Linked DNA regions of Sus scrofa: regions 2 and 3 are each linked to region 1. The links are chromatin contacts, called in public Hi-C and HiChIP or PLAC-seq maps. All regions are on one chromosome and are shown on one strand. The core of a region is the stretch at or near the end of the contact, and the rest is flanking DNA. Distances in the headings are between cores, read along the strand shown.

Evidence for each region. A called contact is a pair of places that touch in the nucleus more often than the background predicts. HiChIP or PLAC-seq counts read pairs in DNA pulled down with a chosen protein or histone mark.
Region 2: a contact with region 1 is called in a Hi-C map of liver, with 4 times the contacts expected there. The contact joins the promoter of HDAC6 here to the promoter of PPP1R3F in region 1. A contact is called at or near these places in 3 of 47 Hi-C or Micro-C datasets (heart right ventricle, liver and skeletal muscle).
Region 3: a contact with region 1 is called in an H3K27ac HiChIP or PLAC-seq map of alveolar macrophages. The contact joins the promoter of OTUD5 here to the promoter of PPP1R3F in region 1. A contact is called at or near these places in 1 of 47 Hi-C or Micro-C datasets (heart right ventricle) and 1 of 2 datasets of contacts at active chromatin or transcription factors (alveolar macrophages).

The regions. Positions count from the first base shown.
Region 1 is chrX:43,326,153-43,329,868 of Sscrofa11.1, forward strand. PPP1R3F (protein phosphatase 1 regulatory subunit 3F) reads left to right here and starts at 2,047. Exons shown (of 5, transcript XM_003135095.5): 1 at 2,047-2,446; 2 at 2,449-3,121. The coding sequence starts at 2,122. It also overlaps a transcript of FOXP3 not described here.
Region 2 is chrX:42,916,188-42,919,903 of Sscrofa11.1, forward strand. HDAC6 (histone deacetylase 6) reads left to right here and starts at 1,724. Exons shown (of 29, transcript XM_003360315.5): 1 at 1,724-1,874; 2 at 2,945-3,067; 3 at 3,152-3,280; 4 at 3,420-3,508. The coding sequence starts at 2,975. LOC110257658 (a long non-coding RNA gene) reads right to left here and starts at 1,736. Exons shown (of 6, transcript XR_002340570.1): 1 at 1,651-1,736.
Region 3 is chrX:43,027,648-43,031,363 of Sscrofa11.1, forward strand. OTUD5 (OTU domain-containing protein 5) reads right to left here and starts at 1,824. Exons shown (of 9, transcript XM_003484107.4): 1 at 456-1,824. The coding sequence starts at 1,049.

The DNA.
Region 1 (3,716 bases), core at 797-3,296:
GCCACAGCAATGCGTGATTGAAGCCTCGGCTGCGAACTACACCACAGCTCACAGCAAGGCTGGATCCTTAACCCACTGAGCCAGGCTAGGGATGGAACCCGCATCCTCATGGATACTAGCTGGATTCGCTTCTGCTCAGCCATGACGGGAACTCCATATGTTTTTTTTTTTTTTTCTTTTTTTTTTTTAATGGTTGACAGGATTTGTTGAAGGATGAGAGTCTTGGGGCCAGACCAGGACATGGACAATGCCCTAACTCTGGGCAGGAAGGAGTCCCTGGACTACTTACCAGCTTGAACTTTTAGGAGTGAAAACAATAAAGTTCTATCTTGTTTAAGCTCACATTATTTTGTGGGTTCTCCCTGCCTCCTGCTATTTGCAACTATACATAATTGGTTCCTGACCCATGACCCCATTCTGGACACTGAGACCTGAGAAGAGGAGCCCACTGGCGGAAGTGCCTCCTTTCTAGGGATGCTGTGAGTCAGAGCCTTGCATACAGTAGGTGTTTAGAAAATAACCCAGGATGGAGGAGGGAATATATGAATGGCCATGTTCCTACAGGAGGTGGGATCTCGAAGGCAGAGTGGAAAAAGAGAGTGAGAGGACATGAGGAAGCAGAAGGAGTAGCACTCTTAGGAGAGGGAGCAGTAGGAACAGAGACTGGAGACAGAAAGATGGGCGGTGAGGCCACTGTCGGCTATGGCGTTTGAGTCAGGCAAGAATGACAGGGATTTGATCTGTGATAGTCAATGTCTGCCAACATGGCCAACCAACTCCCGGCTGCATACAGTCACGCTCAGAGTTAGAAAAAGCTAATTTTCAAAAAAAAAAAAAAACAAAAAAAAACCCCAAAACCTCAATCTCTCCTTCATTCAACAATGGTGCCAAATCCTGGAGAACACTGAGAATGATAATCAGGGGCATTCTCGGCTAGTGGTACTGCCCAAGCTAAGGTTCGGAGGTGGGCAGGGGAGAACCAGCAACTGTGACCGCAAAGTCCGTTTTGCTTTCTTGATCTCACACTAGGGTACGGTCTAGGTTCTTGGGGGCTCTCGGCATTCACAGCCCTGGGGCAAAAGGGAGTGGTCATGGAGGGTTAAGGAGAAGGTAAAACCATCCACGAGAGGTACACTTTTCCTAAAGGCTGCCTGCACTCTACGGTTCTGTAGCCCGACCACCCTACAACCTAGACTACCTACGCACCATCCTCTCCTCCGGCCTCCTTATTGGCTGCTCATCCTCTCCTTCACACCACCTACAACACCCTCGTTGGCTCTGCTCTTTGCCGTCCCACCTCCGGATCCTTCGGTCCCGCTATGCTTTCTAGCTTTGGTATTGGTTCACCCCGTTCCAGCACCCTTTGACGTCTCAACAGTCTTCACTCTGGCTCCTCCATTGGCTAACCGCCATCTCTCTTTCCTGCTCCCGCCTTCGCCGCCTACCCATTGGCTTTCCCCCTTCAGTCCCGCCTCCCGGGCAACTCACACACCGCCTCTCGGTCACTTCTAGTCTCCGCAGTGGCTAGTTCAGCCCTGGCACCGCCCCTTGAAGGCGTAGTGCACATTCACAGGACTCCTCATTGGCTCGCTGCAGCCATTAGCGTCATCTCTTCCGTACGCCACAGGCGCGCGACTCCCCATTGGCTCTTCGCTGTCTCTAGCTTCCATCCCACCACCTACGCAACCCACGGATCTCCTGCTTTTCTGGTCTCTCCGTTCGCTTCCGCTGCCCCCCATCGCCTGAAACCATTCCATTTTCCCCGGCGCCCATACACCGCTCCCGCTTCCCTATTATCTGTCCTACGACTGCTCTCTTCATCCCGGACCCCGCCCCCCCATTCAGGCCTCCCCATTGATTCCCCGATCATCCCGCCTCCTACACCGCCCACTCTCGGGCATCCCCATTGGCTGCGCGCTTCCCCTGCACGCGCTTCACCGCCTACGTCACGCGTGCGCGGCTCCTCATTGGCTCTCCGCTACACCTGTCTTCGTCTCGCCGCCTACGCCCCCCGTGAGTCGTACCCCCCCGCGCTGGCCTTCCCATTGGCTGCTCGCCCCTTCAGGCCCTGCCCCCGCCGGTCCCGCCGCCGGTGCCGTCGGTGCCGCCGCCGCCGCCGATATGGCGCGCACGGCCCCTGTGGAGCCCCCGCTGCGGCATCCCGCGCCCCCCTCGCCGGCCGCGGGCGAGCCCCGCACCTCAGTCGAGGTAGCGGTGGCCCCGCGGCGGGTGCTGTTCGCCGATGAGGCCCTGGGGCTGCCGCTGGCGCAGCTGCGCCGCTACCGGCCGTGGGGCGGGCCCGGGGCGGGCAAGATGGCGGCGGCGGCCGGGCAAGATGGCGACGGCGGCGGGGCTGACGAGGACGACGATGGCGAGGATGGGGATGAAGGGGAGGAGGAAGAGGAGGCTTGCCCCGAGCCCTCGCCGCTGTGCCCCGTCCCCGCTGGCGGGGGTTTTACCTGGTGCCCACATTTTCGCTGCCGCCCGCGTCAGGCCGTCTGGAGCGCTTGGGGCGCGTCATGGTGGAGCTGGAGGCTCTGTTGCCGCCTCCCGGAGCGGTCCCCGGGGGTGCCGGGGTGTGGGTGCCCGGGGGGCGCCCGCCCGTGCTGCGCGGGTTGGTCCGCGTGCTGAACCGCTCCTTCGAGAAGGCGGTGCACGTGCGGGCCTCACACGACGGCTGGGCTTCCTTCTGCGACCACCCAGCGCGCTACGTCCCGCGCAGCCCGCCATGGGCAGGAACGGGAGGACCAGGAGCAGGAGATCCCATCCTGGATCTGGCCCTTGGCCTGGGCCCCGGCCAGGCGTCCGCCTCCTCGCCCGACGACGGCGGCCGCACCGACCGCTTTGCCTTCCAGCTGCCCTTTGCTGAGGGCGCGGGCGATGGGGCGCGCCTGGACTTCGTGGTGCGCTATGAGACCCCCGAGGGCACTTTCTGGGCCAACAACCACGGCCGCAACTACACAGTCCTGCTCCGGATTGCACCCGCTCCCACACCCACTGATGCCGAAGGGCTGCCCCAGCAGCAGCAGCTGCAGCAGCCGGAGCCACAGCCCGAGTGCCAGGGTCCCGTGGAGGCTGAGGCCAGGCAGCTGAAGAGCTGCATGAAGCCGATGAGGCGCAGGTAATGTCTGCCAGCGCCACCTCCGCCAACGCAGGGCTGTGTCTAGGATGGAGGACAAGCAGTCTGGCCCAGGAACCCCTCAGGCTTGCTCACCAGGACTGGGAGGAGGGCTCATTCAGTCAGTTAGTCAAAGAGTAATGGAGACCAAACGTGTGCTAGGCTGTGTTTTAATTACCGGGGTTTCATTCATGTATTGAATTCCACTGTAGAGCCCTGAACAAGACAGACATCTTCCCTGCCCTCCAGAATCAACAGGCTTTTATGAGAGACTGGAAAAAAAACAACCAGCAGGCGGATGAGCTACATAGGGATAAGGTTAGCTGCTGAGAGGAAAGGAGAATAGGAATAGTTGGGGAGGCAATAGCTGCTTAAGGCAGGGTGTTGGGGGAGGGCCTTTGAGGAAGTAAGTCCTGGATGCTGATTAGCAGAGTTAATGCTCAGGCGTGGGGGGAGAGTTTGTAGAAAAGGGAACAGGGAGGACTTTCTGAGGAAGTGCTGTTTCAACTGAGCCCTGAATGATGAAGAGGAATAGTTATGCACACATAATGGGAGCAAGGATGTTCTAAGGAGTAAGAATAGCAAGTGCAAAGGTCCT
Region 2 (3,716 bases), core at 474-2,973, 410 kb before region 1:
TGGGGGGGGGCGCAACTCCCCCCTACCCATACACTTTCTATTCCAGCTTGCGTGCAGAGGTTACCCACTGGAGGGAGCAGACAGGAAGAGCTGTCACCCAAGAAAAACTCCCCTCCCAAGGTCCATTCTGACTCCCCGGCACTATTATCACAATTTCCCAGAGGAGGAAACTGAAAGGAAATAAGAAGGAAAAGAAAAAAAGAAAGGGAAACAAAAAAAGGAAAGGAGGAGTTTCCTGGCGGCCTAGTGGTTAAGGATTTGGCATAGTCACTGTGGCTGTGGCTCAAGATCCATCTCTGGCTTGGGAACTTCTGTGTGCCATGGAAAGGCAAAAGAAAGAAAAGGAAAGAAAAGGGAAGGTGTTCCCGTCATGGCTCAGCAGAAACGAATCTGACTAGCATCCACGAGGACGCAGGTTCAATCCCTTGCCTGGCTCAGTGGGTTAAAGGATTCGGCATTGCACTGAGCTCTGGTGTAGGTCTCAGACACGGCTCCAAACTGGTGTGGCTGTGGCTGTGGCTGTGGTGTAGGCCGGCAGCTACAGCTCCGACTGGACCCCTAGCCTGGGAACCTCCATATGCTGCGAGTGCAGCCCTAAAAAAAGAAGATGAAGAAAAGAAAAGAGAAAGTGAAAGAAAGAAAAGGAAGGAAGAAAATGCCCCAGAGGCCAGTATGTGGCCTGCAAAACCTAAAATATTTACTATCTGGCCCTTTACAGAAAAAGTTTGCCAACCTTTGTTGTACAGAAACCTCCCTTCTGACTATACAAAAAAAGTGGGTCTTGGCCCTTACAAGACTCCCTACTCTTTCACTTTGCAAGCATCACCTCAGAACGTTCCTCTGTGTTTATCACTGCATATACATGTTTTCTCTGGCGTACGTGGAGGTGTAAAGGTCTTTTAGCTGCGACCCTCTTCCACTGGGACAAAAGACACGTTCAGGTAGGAAAAGAGTGGAAGGGAAGACTAGGTTGAAACGGGTTTGCAAGAGTGTCAGAGGGCCCAGCTACTGGGCGGTGGGGCTGTCAATCTGTTGGTTAGTCAGCGATGCTGAACCCCAGACCCCTTATCTCTCCCGCCCCAGCCTACAGCCCGGTAGGAAATGGTGAAGAATGAGAGAGGGAGATTAGGAGGACAAACCGGCCTCCTGCGAGGCTGATATTCAGACATTTAGCCATGGGGTGGGAGAGAGTTGGGAGGGCGCATTGTGGGGGGGGGGCGCAACTCCCCCCTACCCATACACTTTCTATTCCAGCTTGCGTGCAGAGGTTACCCACTGGAGGGAGCAGACAGGAAGAGCTGTCACCCAAGAAAAACTCCCCTCCCAAGGTCCATTCTGACTCCCCGGCACTATTATCACAATTTCCCAGAGGAGGAAACTGAAGCACAGAGTCGTTCAGTAACTTGCCCAAAGTCACATGGCTAAGTCCCATAACCTCAGTTTCCTTATCTGCAAAGCAGCCTTAGTACTGGGAAGTACCTCATAGAACTGTGGCTTACGACAATGCCTGTCACATACAACTTGCTATCGTCACGATCATTCCCCCTTCCATTCCACCATCCATTTTCGCGGCAGACTATTAATAGCTAACATTTGGTGAGTGCTTCCTTGCGTACCACCTTAGTGAATATGAACTCAGAAAATTCTCACATTTGTCATCATCACCACTCCCTTTTTGGCCGCCACCAGCCTCGTCCAATTTCCACCGCGCTCCAGGCCCAGCCACCAGCCCGCCCGCGCTACGTCATCACGGCGCGCCGCGCGGGAAGCCAGGGGGCAGGGAGAAGACGCCCTTTCCTAACTCCCTCGCTTGCTTGCTTGCACTCTTGAGTCACCGCACGGTACAGTTGGCGCGAGTCCGGTGGGCTCCTAAGGTAACTGGACAGGGACAAAGAAACCGCGGTCACGACCGCCAGGGTGACAGCTGTGGCGATTGGGGGAGGGGAGAAGCTTGAGCCCGAGCGCCGCGTCAGGCAGCCGGCGCGCGCTTCACGCAGGCGCGGCACGGCCAGCGTCGCGCACTGACGCGCTGATCCGCCGTTTGTGCGTTCCGCTGGAGGCGCAAGGCCGGCTCTCCCCGGTGTGGGCGGGATCGGGGCGGGCTGTAGAGAGATCTGGCCCAATGGAAAAGAGAGGCTCAGGCACCCGCGGCCCTACAGGTCGCCGAGAAATTGGCGGCGCGCGCCAAGGGCGGAGTTTGAGAAAGGGGCTGCGCCAAGTGAGTGGAGGGATTCGTCAACGTCGACAGCGGGGGCGGGGAGGGGGGGGCGGGTCTGGGGGAGGGGCTCGGAAATGGCTGTAGGGGCTTGGGGAAGCGTTTGGGGTTGGGCCTGGGCAGGGGGTGGAGCCTGGCGGAAGGGAAAGGGCAGTCCCCTGAGGAGCTGGGCTCCTTGAAACGTTAGGGGCGGGATCTAGCCTAGTGGAAGGTGCCGGTCCAGCCCGATAAGGGGTGGAGTTAAGTGGATCGTTAAGGGTGGAGTCGGGGCCCGGGGCTGGGGCTGGCTGAGTGAAAGGGTGGGTGATTATCCTGGGAGATTGGCTGGCCAGGGCAGGTTTGCGAAGGGGTGGGGTCTGGGCGAGGCTTTGAGGAATGAAAGGATCTGGGAATGGGGCTTGATAGAGTGAAAGGGGCGGTGATTAGCTGGCAAGGGCTGGCTTAGATCAGGACTGGGCCAGGGGGTTAATTGCTCTGTGAAAGAGCCAGACCGAAAGGGTAAAGAATAGTGTAAAGGGGTGGAGCCTCGTGGAATGGGCGGGACCAAGTGGAATGGACACCCCCTTGGAGGGAGAGAGCCTTGAGAGAGGCGGAGTTTAGAGGTGGTGGGGAATAGATAGCCTAAGGGATGGAGGCTAGCGTAGGGGGCGGGGCCTGGGAAGGGGCTGGGATGAGGGGTCTTCAGGGCGCTCGGGGCCCCTTCTCAGTCACCTCCATCCCACCCCCCAGAACCGCGTCAGGGGTGAAGTCTCCCCAGCCATGACCTCCACCGGCCAGGATTCCACCACAACCAGGCAGCGAAGAAGTAGGCACAACCCCCACTCCCCCCCACACGACTCCAGCGTCACCTCGGTGAGGCCCCTGACCGGCCCTCTTGAGGGGGAGGGGGAGCAGTGGGCCGTGTACTGGACTCTGACCCTTCTCTCTGTTTGGCAGAAGCGAGGTGTTAAAAAGGGTGCCGGACTCCGCTCCAGCCCCAATCTAGCGGATGTAAAGAAGAAAGGCAGAATGAAGAAGCTTAGCCAAGCAGCCGAGCAAGACCTAATCGTGGGGCTCCAAGGGCTGGTGAGAGGGGGCCTGGCTGCAATGTAGCCTCCTGTGACAATCAAAACCGTGAGGTTCTCCATCCTGGAGAGTGTGGGAGGTTCCCTCTGACTCAGGCTCTCAATGCATCAGCCTTTCCCTTTTTTCTTTTTCCTCACAGGATCTGAACCTGGAGGCCAGGACACCGTCTGGCACTGGCTTGGTGTTGGATGAGCAGCTAAATGAATTCCACTGCCTCTGGGATGACAGGTGAGGCTGGCTTCTCCAGGCCATACTCAAATCACACAAACATACACCCTTAGAGCCCATTAGCAAGAATGAATCCTTTCTTACTCTAGCACATGACCTAGGGAGACGAGGCTCAGGCTCGAATGGGTTCTTTTCATTTAGTCAACACATATCTATTGAGAGCCTACTGTGTGCCCAGGGATGGTGATTACAGATGTATCAGACCAGA
Region 3 (3,716 bases), core at 574-3,073, 300 kb before region 1:
TTATATTCTGCGGAGAGAGAATCTTAGACTCTTACCCCGGAGGAAAAGAAACCTCAAGCCACCGAACACAGACCAAGATCCTTTGGAGAGTCATGAGATTCCATTCTCCAGAGGCATTCCATCCTGCCTGTCTCTCCTGGGGAGTTCCTACCTATTGGCCCTAAACGATGAGATTCCAGGGCCTGGAATGACAACTACGCGTTCTAGAAAAGACCACAGAGCCCATCTTCAAAGCCTCCATCTTATCTGGGGCCTCTAACCCCAAATCCTTGGTGGGGTGGGCGTGAGGGTGGGAGAAGAGCGTCTCACGCCCCCGCCACCACCAGAGAAAAGACTGCCAGGTTCAGAGAGAAGACACAGGCTCCATCTCAAAACAGCCTTCCTTGGGTCTTTACCCTGTCTGGGGATTCCATCCACCACACCCACTCACCTGTCACCCCCCTTCCTGCCCATACCTGCTCAACGGTGGCGGGGTCCATGGCCTCGATGCGCGCTGCAGCCGCTTCATACTCGTCCTCACTGTTGTAACCTGCGCCGACCTCCTCGCGCTCAGGGCTGCCCCCGCCGACCGCGCCAACCCCGGGGGCTTGACGCCGCCTCTTGCTGTGGCCCGGCCCGGAGCAGCAGCCGCCCACGCCCACGGTGCCGCCCACACCCACCACCACGCCCGCCGCGCCCACCCCCGCTGCCGCTGCACCCAACGCGTCACCAGGACCGCCGCCGGGACCGCCGGGACCCCCGCAAGGAGGAGGAGAGGCCTGCTGTGGCCGGGGTCCCGCCACGGCGCCGGGCGGCACGGCCAGCGCCCAGCGGTGGAGTGCACCTGGTGGCCCCGGGAGCGGGCCCTGAGGCGGTGGCGAAGCTCGGGGACGGGGCCCCACGACGCCCGAGTCACGGTCGCGGTCGCCACCACCCACGCCCGTGCCACCGCCGCCCACGCCTACACCCCCGCCGCGCCGCGGCGCCGGGGGCAGCGGCCCGGGCGGCGGCGGCTCGTTGGCTGGGTCGGCGTCGGGAGGCGGCGGCTTCTTTTTGGGGAGAATAGTCATGGCGGCACTGCCGAGTACCCCCCAGCAAACCCGGCGCGGGGCACGCTGGGAGAGGACCCGGATGAGGGGGCTACAGTGGTGCGCGAAGCACGACGGGATCGCCGGGACCCGGATAAAGAGATCGCGGCACCGGTTCTCGAACCGTCGGCGGCGCGCAGGTCACGCGGCTGGAGAACCCGGATGTGAAGTCCAAGATGAAGGCACCGGTGCGAGCCTGTCGTAGCCTTCTCCCCAAGTCCAGCAAGATTATTGCTACGCTCGTTCCGGCCTTCGGCTTCAAAGGAAACAGAACCAAAACAAGCACCTCTTCGCCCCGCCCCCTCGCAGGTTCTTGAACTACCGGGTGGGGCCCGGGGCGTTGCGCACGCGCGCCGGGGCACAGCCCCGCCTCTCTCTCGGAAGTACGTGGGCAAAATCTTCACCGCCGCCACAACAATTGCGGGTACCAACCAATCGAAGCGGCTGCGTGGGTCCTCGGTGATGCCCACGGGCCAATCAGAAGCGAATAATCGCCCTCCCCTGCCCTCCGTCTCAGATTTCAGTCAAAGTCGGCACCCTCGTTCCTTGCCTTTCCTCTCGTCGTCCCCGTCCTGCTCTTCTCTCCCCGAGGCTCTGACTCGCAAGCGGGGGTACTGCAACTGGACAGCGTGGCCTGCCCCGCACACGACAGTTTTAAAATCGCCTCCCTTCCAGGCTTCCAACTTGGCTGCAGTCAGCCGGACTGACAGGAAAATATCAACACTCCCAGAGCTTAGCTAGACCCTGAAGCGTCAGTTCCGGTTCCACCCACCTGCAAATCCACATCCGGTGAGGAGGCGGGCGCCGCTTCACCCTGGCAACAAGCCTAGTTCTGCGGTGATTGGTTAAGAGATATCGTCACTCACGTCGGACGGGCCAACCTTGGGACAGACTGAACCGTGGGGACAGGGGGTGTTTGGAAAGCAGACACGCCCTCTCTGGCACAGCCGCACTCTCGCCCTCGCGTTGACCTCCCCGCCCCTGTGGCTAGTGCGCAGGCGCGGCAAAGCCTTTTCCTCTCCACCCCCCCACACCTCTTTTTTTCTTCTCCTCCCCCCGCACCCCCAAACTGAGTGTACCTGAATCGAGCGAAGTTTATAAACCAGCTCCGTCACCAACCAGCGTTTCACAATGAGGTTGGTAAAATTCCTGCTACTGCACGGATGGAGAACTAAAAGCTAATCCTGGCTCTGCCACTCCTGAGTGATCTCTGGCAAGCCATTTAAAACCCACCCAATCCTCAATTTCCACTTCTCTATAAAATGGCCATGATCATTCCAATTTACGCCTCAGAGATTAATGCTTACAAAGGGCCTCCCGCTGTGCCTAGGACACAGTAAGTGCTCAATTAATTATTCTGCATGTCAGTGCAAAGGAAAGGATCTCAGGCTTTGGAGTCAGGACGACCTCTGTTCCAGGCATGGGCGAACCATTACCAACTGTCTGACCTTGAGCAAGTCATTGTGTAAATTTTACCTCTTGTTACCTCTGTGTGAAACAAGAATGATAATGCCTGCCCAAACTACCTCAGGGTGCAGTTGGAGAATTCAGATGAGCTCACGAACCACGAAGGTGTCGGGAGAGGTGAGGGTTCCCTGCCAATCTTAGGAACCAAGCAATACAAGCTCTTCTGAGTGCCACCTAATTTTCTCCCTTCAGATGCCAACCCTAGTTGAAGTTCTTACTGAAGGGTGGCAGTAATAAACAGAATAGAGCTGTGTTTTCTTTTTCTTTCTTTCTTTTTTTTTTTTTTGGTGGTGTTTTCAGCTCATGAGACTTAATGGGCTTATGGTGTTTAGGGAACTGTGCAAAATGCCTGCGCACATTATCATACTGATTCTTCTCGTGACCGTCTCACTCAACCCTATATCCCACTCCCTGCTGGATATTTGTCCAGCATTACACATCTGGATCTGAACTTACAATAATAATTGTAGGTAGCCTTTACCAAGTAGTTGCTATGTGCCTGTCATTATGTGTGCAACAGCTTTGATGTTCCCACTGACAGTGAATGAATGACACCCAGCCTTTGCCCAAGCCAGGGAACTTGGAAGTCAACTGCTCCTTCTTCCTCAACTTCCACATACCTGTTGATCCCAAGTCTTGCCACTTCTATCTCTGAAATCTTTTGACTTTCCAACTCTTACTGCCACTTCCCGGTCTAAGCCACCATCACCTGCCAATTGCACTACTGCAAAAATCTCCTCACTGTTCTTCCTCCCTCCAGGACTGGTTCTCTATACCCCACTCCCCACAGCCAGAATCATCCTTCTGAATCACAAACCTCATGATGACTTTCCTGTTTCTAAGCCTTCAGAGCCCCATTATGGTTAAGATGAAGTCCGAATCTGTATCACAGCTTCAAAGGCCTCTTGTGATCTGCCCTATCTCTATATCCTCACCCTCATCACGACCTCACACTCTCCTCACCAGGTGTGCTAAGCCACTTCAGTTCTCCAAAGGCCCTGAGCTTGAACTCTAACCTCCAGGCCATTGCACATACTGTTCCCTCTGCCTAAAATGTTTTCACTCTTGTCTTTTGCCTGGCTAACTCCAACTTATTGTTTGGCCAGGTTTGGTTCTCTTGCCATCTGCCTGCTCCTATAATCCATCAACTTTGGTTCTACTACGTTATGTTATAATGGCTTA